Linked DNA regions of Arachis hypogaea: region 2 is linked to region 1. A link is a contact called in public Hi-C data. All regions are on one chromosome and are shown on one strand. Each heading gives the region's core, a stretch centred on a gene start, on an enhancer-like site or on the middle of the called end of the contact. The rest is flanking DNA. Distances are from core to core; before and after follow the strand shown.

Region 1 (7,547 bases), core at 3,784-6,283:
TTTGGTCTCCGTTAAAACAAAATCAATTTGGACAGAAATAGAGAAATTTTCACTTAGAATCTATTAAGTGTGTGTTTAGATTAAATATTGGTAAACGAAATTTGTATAAAATTAATTTTATAATATTACAAAAAAAATAATTTTATAAAATTAATTTTGATCAAGAGTGAGTTGATAATAACTTGGTTTATGTTTAGTAACTTTTATTTAAAATGAATTATAGTAAACTAAATATTGTTTAAATTATTTCGTTCAAAATTATTTTTAGTTAAAAAATCATAAAAAAAATATTAATTTAAATAATAATTTTATGTTATCTTATAATTTTGTTTTAGATATTTAAATAAATTTTAATATATTTTTTTTCTACTCTCAGTACTCTTTAATATTCTAATAGAATTAATAAAATCATAACACAATAAAAAAAATATTATCTATTAACATGTCAAAACAAGAACGTATTTGACACAAAACAAAGTGTTTTGCATTTAAATATTTTGGAAACCTTGATTAAATAGTGGTAACGATAACACACAGGCCTGACATAGCGGTTCGATTTCCTCAAATTTTTCATTCCCTGCGAATTCTCTGCCAAATTCGGTCGTTATTTCAAAATTTTCTTGTTGGATTTTAAGTAAACCAAAGCTTGCATTTTTGTGTTCATCAAGTCTAATAATGGATGTTGGATTTGATACTGAAATGATTGCCGTAGAGCTTTTGAAAGCTTTAGCAATGCAAGAAGTGGATTGAGGTATCTCCACGGATCTTTATAGCTTTGGTACCAATGTATCATAACAGGTACCAGAGACTGTTTGTAATGATGAAATCGAAAATAGATAGAGAGAAACAAGTAGCTAGTAAGGAATGAAATGAATTGGTTGAATTGATTTTAAAATTTAAGGCATTGGTATATAAACCAACCAAATTTAGGAGGTACTAGATATTTGAGTTAATCTAAGGAATTTTTTTTTCAATAAAAATTATTTTTATCAAAAAAATTATTTATTCTAAATTCTATATTATAAATTTTAAAATTCTAAATTTTTAAAAAAATAAAAATTAAAAAAAATTATAAATTAACTAATATTAATCAATCAATTAAAAGTTAGTATCTTAAGCAGCGTTTATTTTTAAGAATAGAAACATAAAATTTTGTATTTTTGTATTTTATTTAATAATAAACTAAAATAAATTATGAAAATATAATTTATTTTTATTTTTCTTAATTCAAAAAATTTTAAAAAATATATAATAATAAAAAATAAAATTAAAAATTTATAAGAATAATAAAAAAATAAAAAATAAATTATATCCGTTGTTATTATTTTTAAGTTCTTTCTATCAGAATAAATACAAAATATACTAATTCAGTTATATTTTTGTATTCTTATATCTCTATTTCTATGTCTGGTCTTTGTAAATAAATGCAACTTTATATATTTATTTTAATTGTATACATGAACGATTAAGGATTAGGTACAAAGTTACTAACAAACTAAAAGGTCACCTGTCACTTAGGCTGTATTTGTTTCTAAGAATAGAATAAGATAAAATATTGAGAACAAAATATTGATGAACAGAGATACAAAATTTTTTATTCTTATATTTTATTTGATGATTAATTAGAACAAATTATAAAAATCTTCAATTTATTCTCCTTTTTTTTCATTCAAACAATTTGAGATAAAAAAATATAATAATAAAAAATATAATTATAAAAAATTAATAAAAATAATAAAAAAATAAAAAATAAATTATATCCCTTATTAGTGTCTCCAGATGGACACAAATTACACTAATTCAATATCTTTATCCATGTCTTTATAAACGCAGCCTTAAAGCTTACGTGTCGTAGTTTATAACAGGTTGAAATCCTTTTCTTATATATAATTTATATGCTTTTATCTAATAATATTTTAAATTTGCGAAAAAAAATTCTAACACAATGCTAAACTATTATTATTATTATTATTATTATTATTATTATTATTATTATTATTATTATTATTATTATTATTAGTTTTAAAAACCTTTAAAAAAATTAGCAAAATAAAAGTTCGGCTAATTCGTGGCATGATAGTTACCGATTTCATGAGACTAGAATAATACTCTCAAAAGCATTAGAATAATACTCTCAAATGCATTTCAATGATCAAATAGAAATAGTATGAATCTCAAATATCAATACTCGATATTACAAGACTAGAATAATACTCTCAAGGCATTAGAATAATACTCAAAGGCATTTCAATGATCAAATAGAGATAGTATGAATCTCAATTCTCAATACTCAATAAGACACTAAGCGATAGCCAAAAGATGAGTAACTAACCTATCAATAATATTTGAGACAACTCGTAGCCTAAAATTATTTTATATAATATTCATTAATTATTATTAAAATAATTATATAATTTTAAATATAATGAATATAAAATAATTTTAAATATTATGTACCAAACATTATCATTAACCTATATATCAAATTGAATTTTACCGCAACTAAAACTCGAGACTACAGTGTAAATTAAACAGTACCAAATGGATGGTCAACATGTATAAGCTACAACATTGTGATGTATAACTGATGGAAAAGTTTTCAAATGTAACCTGATACACTGGTATTCTAGTAATCTTACCTGTTTTAATTAATATATATTATATATAACTCTTATAATTAAGATCAACATTTGAAATTATTAGAACACGGATATATTTAGTACACTTGAAATTCTCCCCAACTTATGAACCAAATGATGAAATAGTAACTACACCAAAATCATGAAAGGCCCCCACGTAGAGGACTTCAAATGTCATGCAATTCTAATATTCTATTTAATCATCTCTTTAGAACTAACTAATGCTCAAAAAAGAAATGAATACCTAAACCTGTAGCTTGATGAAAAACCTTTATAAAACCATATCAACAGAATAAACTATACTACAAGACAATTAGCATGCAGACCAAAACAGCTCATTTAATTTTCCCTTCTACATTATTTATATGCCGTCTCCAACTAGTATTTCAATTTCAGTAGTAGCAGTCAAATAAATATTTTTTGTCGAACCAGGTAAAACCCAGAGGAATATGATCCTATGAGTATTGTAGGAAGCTTACTTTTTCCAACCAATTTAAGCCAATTTTCTAAAAAAAAAATATTTATCTTTAATTTATTTCTTAAATCCTACACTGTTAGCCATAAATTCTAAACTAAAAAATTTAAATCTTAAAATTCTAAAAACAATTTTGAATAAAAAATAGCTAACATGTAACCGAAAATTGCTTCTCTTAAATCTCTATAGCTAACAATCTAAATTTAAAACAACACAAATCAACAAGTTACCGCACTAAACACACATGTTCTACAAAGCAAATTAAATTAAAAAAATCCAGAAATAATCAAACAATAAATAAATAAACAAATAATAACTACTATTGTAAATCATCAAGAGCTTGAAGAAGAAAAAACTGACCTTCAATCAAATCACAATCCTAGGGTTTATCCAGATAAATTATTCCACCAGAAATTATTCACAACTACCTTGAACTTTGGGTTCCTTTCTACCCACACTTTATACTTTCTAATCCACTATATAAAACTCAGATCAATCGATTCGATCGACTATTAAGAGTACCTATGTTGTAATTTGACTTCAATTAACAAAATCAATAATGAAGCTGAATGAAGCTACTGCATGCACCATCAAATTTCTTCAAAATTCAAACTAAAGTATGGATCATTGTAATTGTAATCCCACAAGCTAACTGGATACTCCTCCTCCGTCAACGAAGACCACATAGATCCGATACCCGGTTCTGGATCCCGATCCTGATCCGGATCCGGATCCACCGCTGCATCTGCTCCAACCTCTGAGGAAGACAATGTTGAATCCACCACGAGATTGTTATTATTATTATTACTATGATTCACTATTTCTTCTTCCATAACCATGCAACTCTCTTGATGAGGATGATGAACATAACCCGAAGGATGATTATTATTATTATTATTATTATTATTCTGATGCGAGGTTAACCTAATTGAAGTTGTTCCACCTGATTCTTCGACTTTTTGGTGACGATGGTGACAGTGTTGTTGTTGCTGTTGAAGCTGTTGCTGCTGCTGAATTTGCAGCACTTGTGGTGAATACTGATGATGAAACTGCACCGGTGGTGGTGCAACAACACTGTTATTATTACCGTTACTAAAAGGGAAAACCCCAAATGGCACGAAACCCGAGGCTGTAGCAGCAGAGAAGTTATTATTATTATTGTTATTGTGGAGGCCGTTAAACACAACGGGAAACCGGGAACCGGATGAGAAGGTGAACCCGGAAGGGCGAGGAAGCAAAGGCCTAAGCGTTTGAGTGGAGGAGGAAGAAGAAGAAGAAGAACCGCCACGAGACGAAGAATTAGAAGAGTTAGAATTGACGGAAACCGAGGGTTGCAGATTCAACTGTGCCCTAGAACCGTAGAGGATCAAAGCAGCACGGTCGTAGGCCCTGGCGGCATCTTCGGCGGTGGCGAATGTTCCGAGCCACTTCCTGGTCCGCTTGCGCGGTTCTCTTATCTCCGCCACCCATTTCCCCCAGCTCCGCTGCCTGACGCCGCGGTAACGAAACTTGTTGTTGTCAGGTCCACCTTTTCCCTTGCACTTGCGGTTATTATTGTGAGGGGGGTTATTATTATCACTGCTGCTGCTGCTGGTGTTAGGTGTTTGAGAAAGAGTGGGGATAGAGGCGGTGGTGGCGGTGGGTTTGGTTTCTTGGGGATCGTTAGGGTTAGAAATTTCCATTGGTTGGTGACTGAAATTGAAGCTTTAAAAAGTGTGAGGGAAGGGTGAATAGTTCGAGGAGGGGAATGGTTTGTTGTTTGGGTGTGATGGGAAGAGGGAAAGAGAGATGGAGACTTGTTGTGGGTAAGTGTTAGGTGGTTGGGGCTTGAAGATGCCTCGTTCAGTGTTTTGATATTTGTTGATTAGTCCATAGAGGAGGCTACTTCTGAAGCTCTTTCCATGCCTTCTCTGTCAATGGTGGAATAGGGCGGTGCCATTCAAATCTATTTATATTATCAACTCAAACTCTATTTATTTTACCTCTTAATCAATTCAATCAACATTTCATTAACATGTACATTTCTATATTAATTACTTCTATGTTAGTTAGACTCTTTTTTTTTACATAGAAGGACTTATTTATTTTATTTTTATAAAATTTAAAAATCTCAATGTAAAAAAATTTTTTGTAGACAAAAATGTTTTAGAGATTTATTTGTGTACATATTCAATAATTTAAAAAAATTAATTATCTGATATTTCTTTTTAATATTAAGAAAATTAACATTGAGAATTGAGTATATTTAAAGTCATATTAACTAGTTAGTACTTATTTGTTCTTTGTCACAATTTTTTGTCCTATCACATGATTAAATGAAGTTAATGACTCAAATGAGTCAATATTCCGCCAAATTCTATGTAATAAAACCATAATAATATTTGATTTTTTTTAATTAAATATAATCTATTATGATTTTAATTATTTATTTTATTTTGTATATTAGAGGTCAAAGATTAATTTCATGCGAAATAGATGATAAATAAATAAATAAAAGCTAGTGTTTATATTTTGTTGTAACAGATAAATTCAAATATTATTGTTCTTAATGAAGAAAAATATGGATTTACTTCGTGTAAGAGAGAAAAATATATGGATACAAATACAGATATATATCGTCATATTAATATTATCTTTGAAACATAAATATAAAGATAAAAGAACTAAATCATTAAGATACACAATTTTTCTTGTTCAAAGATATATATTTTATTTTTATATATTTCTTAAAATTATGACTAAAATATTTTAAAAAAAAATATCCATTTCTTCTTTTTATTTTTATATATCGATCTCTATCTATATAAACATAATGGAAATGCAAACCTAAATTATTTAAGTGAGGAAATTAAAAGGAGAGAGCATTGTGAAAGCCTGAAAGGGATTGCTGCGCAGTGAAGAAAAGAAGACGACACTGAACACATATCAGGTTCACACATTGGTTTTGGAATTTGGAACCATTATTACTCGTCTTTGTTGATTATTTTCTTCTTTTGACCTCATTAATTTACAATTTTCTTTTCCTTTTTTCTGTGTTTTTGAGAGGATAAGTTAATTAATAAATACCTCGGCGCTTACCAAAAAATATCTATTGATTCCTAGGGAAGTAAACGGATTGAACTTCATGATCACTTAAAAGAGTAGCACGCAGTACAATGTACTCCACTATATACTACTAGTATTAATCTTGATGAATGATGATACTATGAATTTCTCATGCGTGTTACAATTAAGTTTGGACAAGTCTAAATTTCTGATTTTAATACCTATCCATTTATTCAATACAATTAAAAAAATCTGAAAGTGAAATGTACATTCAATATAAGTTTGGGTTTCGGGTTGATTGATATAATGTGCGATTTTATGAAGTGAAAAAGTGAGTCACTTCTTCTTGGTTGTGAAAATCATTAAAAACATATATGTATGTCATGAAATTAAATCACTTCACCTACAAATTTAAACGAATAAAAAAATAATATAAATAATTATATCTTTAAAAGATTATAAATTATCTGATCAAGTCTTTTAATTTACATTACATGCATACCGTATGAAATTAGATCAACCTTATGATATAACAAAAATAGGGCATTCGATTTATACACATGAGCTATAGCAAATTTAAGTGCCTGATATTTATAAATTATTATAAATATTTAAAAACAATTACAAAATATATACATTAAAAATCAACTACTACTAAATACTAATTAACTGTATATAAAAATATATATTTTGTATTTTATAAAAAATACTATGTTATTATATTATAAATTTAATTATTCCAATAATTAACTATTAATTAAAAAATATATAAATACATAATAATTAATTTATAAATTAAATTTTAATTATATAAACAATTTTTTATTTAAAAAGTGAGGAATTTATTATCAAACTTAATTTAAAACTGAAAAATGATAATTTGATGATACCATACCACATAATATATATTATTATGCAGTACGGAAAATAAAAAATAAAACAGGAATCATATGTGTGCCATGAATGGCTTTTGCATGCAAAGGGAGAGCCTGCCACGTGGCATTAATGAATGACATGATGCAGGTAGAAAGGCTTTCTGTTTAGGGTTCATTAGTGCGGTTACCGGGTGTCCTTCTTATTGAATTTATGCCAATATATAGTAAGATTTGCAAGTGTATCGTTGTACTAGTGATTTTTAATTATTAATTTTAATTATATATATTATATATATTTTATAACTAAAATTAATGATTAAAAAATTATTAAAATACTGATATAACGATATATTTAAAATTTTTTCTATATATTGTCATACTGATTATAACAAAAAGGACATTCAATTTTTTTATATATATATTATTGGGTTTAGTTTACTTGTAAGAATACAAATTAAAATTATTAATAATAAAATCTTTTAAATATTTTATTTTAATAAATATATTAAAATT
Region 2 (7,547 bases), core at 2,829-5,328, 150 kb before region 1:
ATACTATATTAAATACATGCTACATTAAATTAACAAATTTTGGCACTACCAATAAAGAAAATGATAGAAGAACTAATGCGATTAATTTAAAAAATTTTAAAAAATAAAATTGATTAAAAAATTTTTTAAAAACTAATTTAAATAACGAATAATCTTTTAAAGATAAATTTGACTATTTACACAAAAATATTCAGCATATAGTGTTTTTCTTCGTAAAATAACCTTATTTTAACATTGACTTTTGTGTTAATAATTTTTTTAATTTGTATACACAATTGTTTTAGGGATAGGCTATGCGCTCTAACTCTTTTGGATATCCAAACTGAGTATTAGTTAATCCAAAATAGAAAATACACATCCACAGAAGATAATAACAAATTATTTCCCTAAAGTTAAGAACGACGTACTCTCTTATATAGTTTACATAGAAAGAGCAATAATTTGAAAATCTAATTTATCTTTCTTACTATTCCGCTAATACTTAAATGAACAAAAATTTAAATACATAATTTTTTAAAACATTAAAAAATAAAAAATTAAAAAATTATTTATTTAGAGATAAAAGAAAATAAGTTAGAATTTCTAATAATTTTTTCAGAGTTTTAAATTTATGCTTTACACAAAAATTAAACAATTCTAATCTTAATTTCTTCTTTAAAATTAATATTTTCAAAACCTAAATAAATTTGTGTATACTAAAAGGTGTTTAGTTTTTTGTTTCTTGTTTTTTTTTGTTATGACGATGAGAAATTTAGGATTTCAAATATACTATATATTCAACCCTTCACTCCTTCACTGCTAGATCAATCTTAATTGAAGAGGCATTTAGATAAAGACGTCTAAAACGTCCTTTTTTTTTAAAGATGTTTTTTAGTAACTAAAAAATAATATTAATTTAGACCGATTCAAGATTTGATTCACTATTTTTTCGTTTAAATTAATTTGTTTAACTTTAACTTTGACAAAAAATAACATAACTTAATGAATTATATGTGTTAACTTTTGATTAATAAAAAATATCTTTAAAAAAAAATATTTTTAACGTCTTTATCTGAGTGCATTCCTCTTAATTATTAATAGTTTAGTGTGTTATTGACTTATTTTTTTTTTAATTATTCATATATTACGTAACCGTTGTACGTACCCATCTTTTTCATGGTACAAAACATTAACAGCATGTTAGCGAGTGCCGGTCGAAGCAAGACTCGTTATTTATCATAAATTTAAGACGACGGGTTTGAACAGCATGGTTAGCTGATTTGATCCCATAGTAATAATGTGATATGATGGATACCTATATGAAAAGATATTATACTTTTGTATTTAAAGAATACAAAGATACTTAGATACCTCAAGTCCTGAACAAATAATATAAATTAAAACAACTCCAACCCCACCTTACTAGCTAGTAAACCATTGAACATGACCCCAAATTTGCCATGCAATTTGATGTCCATATATATACCTCAACCTTCTTTCTACTCAATTTTCGTTATAAGTAACGTTGGCGAGGGAAAAAAAACCACGAGCAAAAAATATATTGAAGAAATCTATCACTTAAAAATAAACAAAAAAAAAAAAATAAATAATAAGAAATGAAATTTAACAATTAAAGTTTTATAGTTATCCAAACACATTTTTAGATTTTTACTATGCCACCTAGCCACCCACCCACTCATATACCCACGGCCGGACCTACATGCAATACAAAGAGGACATTTGCCTCGTCAAAATTTTTTAAAAAATAATATATATATATATATTTACTTTTTTATATTATATTTATCTCAAAATAAAATATAAATAATTTTCTTCTGTTTTATGTTAATTTTTTTTAAAATTTAACATATAATAATAAAAAATAAATAAATAAATTTAAAAATAATAATTAATTTTATTATATTAGTTAATTAGTTAATAATTAAATTAAAATTTAATTTTTTAATTAAATACAACTTAAATTATTAATAATTTTTTAAAATTATTTAAGATAAAAAATATATTATCTATCTATTAATATATTATATTAATATTTATTATTAAAATAATCTTGATTATAGTAATTATTTTGGTTAAAAAATTTATTATACTATAAATACTATATTAAATAGACCTAACAGTTAAATATTTAAATATGAGATAATAAAAAATAAATTAATTTTTTAAAAATATATATAAAAATTAATATTATCATATTAAAAATAAAAAGAAAGGCATTATAAATTATTGTTTTTATTATTCTGAATATTATATTATGGGTGTAAAATTATTTTTTTTATTATTTTAAATACTATAATAAGTAATTATGTGTATATTTTTAGTTTTTATCAATATGTATAGATAGTTATAATTTAAAATTTTAAATATATTTAAACAAATTTAAATTGGTCGAGTGATCAGCTTAGTTGTTATCCACCTAAGTAAGTATTGAGAGTTTGAATTCTATCTTGTATATGTAGTGACTTTTTAACCAATTACAAACTCTTAATAAAATTCAAATTCATAATAGAATAATCCTAAACATATTGAGTATTATAAAAAGTCTAAAAAAAATATTTATACCTAAATTTTATTATATTTTTACTTCCGTTACAAAATTTTTTTAAATCTGTCACTGCCCATATACTACAAGACTACAAAACCAAATTGCCCTGCTCTCATCTTCATATAACTAACCTTCTCTCTACTAGTCTCTAGCTAGTAGCTACAAAATAAATGAGTTCACGGAAAAAGACCACGAAAAAAAATCTTCCTTCCTTTGAGTTAGTTAAACTTGAAATATTTCTAATTCCACTTTCAGAATCTCTTTCTCATTCCATTATGAAATTTCTATTAAACTATATTAGATCTACATTAAAATTAATTATTAAAATAAGTTATTACTTATGAATCCGAATTTCGAACCCAAGAGGCCAAGAGAACTTGACCCCAAAGTCCAGCTGGTTCCTCAGGCCCAACCGTTCTGGTACTTGACAAGTCGGCATGTCATCAACCGATATTTAAATTTAAATATTAATATTAATTACTTCCGAACCAACTAGAAGATAAAATACCTTGATTGAACCTATATAAAGGAGAGTCACATGCTTCTTCAGGTAACACATCCTTAAAATTCTAACTCAGATCAATTTTAACTCAGATCAGAATTGTGAAGCCAACCACCATGAAGAACCAATAGAGAAACTGTGGATCCTGTGATTTATTTTCAGGTAATTCATAACATAAGTCATTAGTATAGAATATATATCAAAATACAAAATATATACTCATTAAAATTAAATTAAACAATATAATAATCTTTTTAACTTAATGTGACAATCATAGGATTTCAATTAAATATTTTACAAACATAATTAAAAAATAAAATATTTTATTTTTAAAATTTGGTGATCTTATACTGATTGAAATTTTTTATCAATAGAAAAACTTTTCAATTTTTTTGTCACTTCTAACAAAATTATTTTTTGTTATAATTTAAAATATTTTAAATATATTTTGTTATTAATAAATATAAAAGATAATTTTATTTAAAGTTTAATTAGATACTTTTGTTAATGATTGGGTAATTTCATCTAACCAAATTTTACTTCTAATTTGGTTAGAGTTAGTTCAATTTACAAAAAAAAAATTTGTACATGTAATATTTTTCATAATTAAATATGTGACATGATCTGTTATGAAAATAGTTAAATATATGGAGGATAAAATTGGAAATAAGAGAATAACTGAAAAATAACTTATTTTTGAAGTTTAAAATATGTTCTTATCCCCAGTATGTACTCTGTACTGTTGTGCATCTCTAACTGCAACAAAATCATGCAGTTACTACATCCTTAGAAACACATCAATCCCCTTAGTCATAACCATATATTCCTACACTTTAATAACCGATGACCGTTCCCACCCTCATGTTCCACTTTGACCTACCCATCAGTTAGTTAGCCTCCTTCCTTTCACACACATCAAGAATAAATACAACAATTAAATCCCATTTATGCACCAAACAAAATAGGAATTACATAGTCAAAGTAAATTAATATAATGTATATAGAAAGTGAAGAATAGTCCATCCTAACTGCCACAGTCTTGAAAAATGTTATTCATCCCAACTAATTAAAATTAATTAACATGACGTATGTAATATGTATATCTCCAAAGCTTGTTAGAGTTTCTAGTTTATAGGAAATGGCGTTATTTGAGTCAGTTAGAAAAGAGTGCGGCAGTTATAACGTCCTCTCCCATTATTATGAATCTCCCTAACCATCTAAAACCCATTCCTCTTCCAAAAATAACTAACATGTTTTAAAACTCCCATGCCCCAAACTAAATCATCCAAAAGAAAAGCGCTGTTCAAGGTTCAATGCCAACTCCAACTCTACCAATTATCTTTGGTATTAACAGATATATACCATACTAATCTCATTCTGGAATTTCATCGAACAGGTTGCGATGATGATCCAAGACAACACCAAATTTGACGAAGAAGCAGATCGAATCAAGGGGTCATGGACTCCTCAAGAGGATGCAACGCTTCTGAAGCTGGTGGCGCAGCACGGAGCACGGAACTGGTCCGTCATAAGCAACGGGATACCGGGCCGATCGGGAAAGTCATGCCGACTGCGGTGGTGCAACCAGCTCAGCCCCGACGTTCAGCACCGACCGTTCACCCCTGCGGAGGACGAAATCATCCTTAAGGCTCACGCCGTACACGGCAACAAGTGGGCCACCATCTCCAGACTCCTTCCTGGCCGCACCGACAACGCTATCAAGAACCACTGGAACTCCACCCTCCGACGCCGTAAAGGTGTAACCGTCGCCTTTTCCGGCGCCGGATTCCCCTCCGCGGCAGCCACCGACGCCTCCACCAGCGGAGGATTATCCGGATTCTCTTCTGCCGCCACGTCGTCGTCATCAGATTTCAGTCCAACATTTGTTTGCCAAAAGCGCAAGGGCGAGCAGTTAGAGTTGCCACAGAATTTCATCAAGAAGCCGTGTTTGGCGGCAGTTGCCGTCGACAGTCACGCGGAGGAGGAGGTTCGCCAAAAGCGGAAGGCCGAAGAAGAAGAAGAAGGCGGCGTGACGACACTGAGTTTGCTCCCGCCCGGAGAGAAGCCTTTGGGCGCAGAGGGAGTGTGGCGGAAGGAGGAGGAAGTCAATCCGTACGGCGAGCATGCATGGTTGATGAAGATGATGCGGCCCATGATAGCAGAAGAGGTTAGGAGATACATTCAAAGCTTACAAAAGGCTCAACCACTCTTTGACCCTGATCCACCTAGTAAAAAATTTTAATTAATAGACAAACATATTAATAATGTATATCTTTTCTTCTTTTCCTTCTTTTCATGTATACATTTGTATTTTACTTTCTTGCTCATTCCTTTCAATAACCGTTGCCTAGATGCCTAGTTTTTTATTTGTTTAGTTAGGATGATGATATTAGTCAATGTAATGGTAGATTTTGAATCACTCCATTACGGATACTACCTCATTGTTATGACTTTGATACTCAGACTTTTAATTTTTTTACAAGTATCTATCGTATTAAGATAGTTTTTTTTTTTAAGTAAAGTATTGTGATCACTAACGAAGATGCACATGTGGGGATTAATTTATTCACCCCAACATTAACATTATTACGTCGGTTATCATTTTTGTTTTCTTCGGGCTTCATCTTAGTGAATGCATTGGAGGTAGTTTGTGGATCAATTTTGCCTATGAAGGAAAAGATTGCTGTGTTATGGTCTTCACGGATGTTGATTTGGTACATGTAAATATTTTGTAACAAAAAAACATTAATCAAAAATTTATTTTTTTAAATTTTATTTAATGTATCTTGTAATTAAATAAGGTAAATTTAAATTGTGTGGCCTAATTGTTTTTCGTTTCTATATTATTTTTGTGAAAAACAAATGGTACACAAACCTATGTTTTTGTTTTTCTGATCAATAGTGCATGCAACCAAGGTGGATAGACATGGGAACGTGCAGATACAGGGTTGTTGCCATGGTAAGATTTATGGGGTTCGTAGAAAATATTTTCTGTGGTCTTCAATTAGGGCATCAATTTTTTTGTGGGGTTAACTCTTCTCTAATGTACTTTAGAAAAGACAACTAGTTAGGTACAAATATCTTAAATGAAGCTTCAATTTAGTGTGTGTAAATGTGTATGTCCAAAAAAAAAAATAAAGCTTCAATCTATGTTGAAGGACTGAAACATATCATGGAAAACAAACAAAAATACCCTAAAACTAACACTGCACAACAAACACAACATTTTTTACTTATCCCATACTTAACACGATCTCAAAACCTGCGTTCAAAATTCTTTGTAGTTGTGAAAGTCACAAGCACCCACCTTTCTCCACAATAACAGGTTGTTCAACCAAATGGAATAGAGGAAGATATCATTTTAGTTAATTTTTAAAAAACTAAAATATCCTTTTAGGATTATGGTTGTTTATTGTATTAGAAATTTAAAACTTTGAATTTGGTTTTAGAAATATGGAGCATTGCAAGTGCACAAAAATCATTTATCAAATTAGTCACTATGTTTTTATGTATAAATACATATACGAGAAATGTTCAAAGTTTGTTTTTTTTTGTCAATATTTTTAGTCATTAATCCAATTTTTTTAGTCTAGTAATTCATCAATATACTTTTAATTTATATTTTTAAATATTAATGACTAATTGCTAGTAAAAAATAATAACTTATATTCGCCATCTAGCATTTCTCTACATATACTGTTCTATTTATTTTTATTGTGCATTCTACTTTCAATATGTATTCTTCAATAATTAATTTTTTGTGTACACCTTGATTGTTTTGTTATTAAATATTTGTTGAGTCCTCTTAATGGCACTTAACAATGCCTAAATAAAATTTCAGCTATATATAATAGTCTTTTTTTAATATATAGTGGTATGTTTGATATTTGGTTTTATATCTATTGGTGCCTTTGGTGGTATGGTTAATACGTCTATTAACCGATGTGAAGAAAATCCCATTCAAACATACATTTCATGGAAAATTTAGAAGGTATGTTATTTGGTGATAGAGTATTATGGCCAGGTGATTTAAGAAGTTCAAACTTACTTCAGTAATTGGTCATTTGAATTTTTTGACATTGTTATTTTAAAGGAAATACTTGACGTAAAATAACTCAAAAATTAATTTGGATTGTTCAAGTGATTAGCTAATTCATCTATTTAAGTAAGTATTGAAAATTTAAATTCCACCTTATGTATACAATAATTTATTAACCAAGAACAAACCCTTAAATACAATCCTAATCCATAACCGGTCAGAATATATGATATCGTGAACACCAAAAAAATTAAAAAAGTAACTCATAAAACATCGGTGGAAACTCATATACTACCTTTGTATAAACGTTAATTTGTCATATTTTAACTAAGACGCTTCTACTATTTGTAAATTGGGTGAGTTCGCAATCTTATCATTATTAATGCAATATACTTTCTACCATGTATTACAGTTGTATGAAACGAAATAAAATTATTTCTATGGCTACCCAATGATAAATT

What was found. Hi-C and Micro-C count contacts between places; a contact is called where the count stands out from the background.
Region 2: a contact with region 1 is called in a Hi-C map of an unstated tissue, with 5 times the contacts expected there. The contact joins the promoter of LOC112702359 here to the promoter of LOC112702351 in region 1. A contact is called at or near these places in 3 of 8 Hi-C or Micro-C datasets (leaf and an unstated tissue).

What each region holds. Positions count from the first base shown.
Region 1 is chr7:8,861,779-8,869,325 of arahy.Tifrunner.gnm2.J5K5, reverse strand. It overlaps LOC112702351, which reads right to left and starts at 5,033. Exons shown (of 1, transcript XM_025753348.3): 1 at 3,398-5,033. The coding sequence starts at 4,796. The coding sequence ends at 3,705.
Region 2 is chr7:9,008,495-9,016,041 of arahy.Tifrunner.gnm2.J5K5, reverse strand. It overlaps LOC112702359, which reads left to right and starts at 4,078. Exons shown (of 2, transcript XM_025753352.3): 1 at 4,078-4,355; 2 at 4,444-5,505. The coding sequence starts at 4,314. The coding sequence ends at 5,289.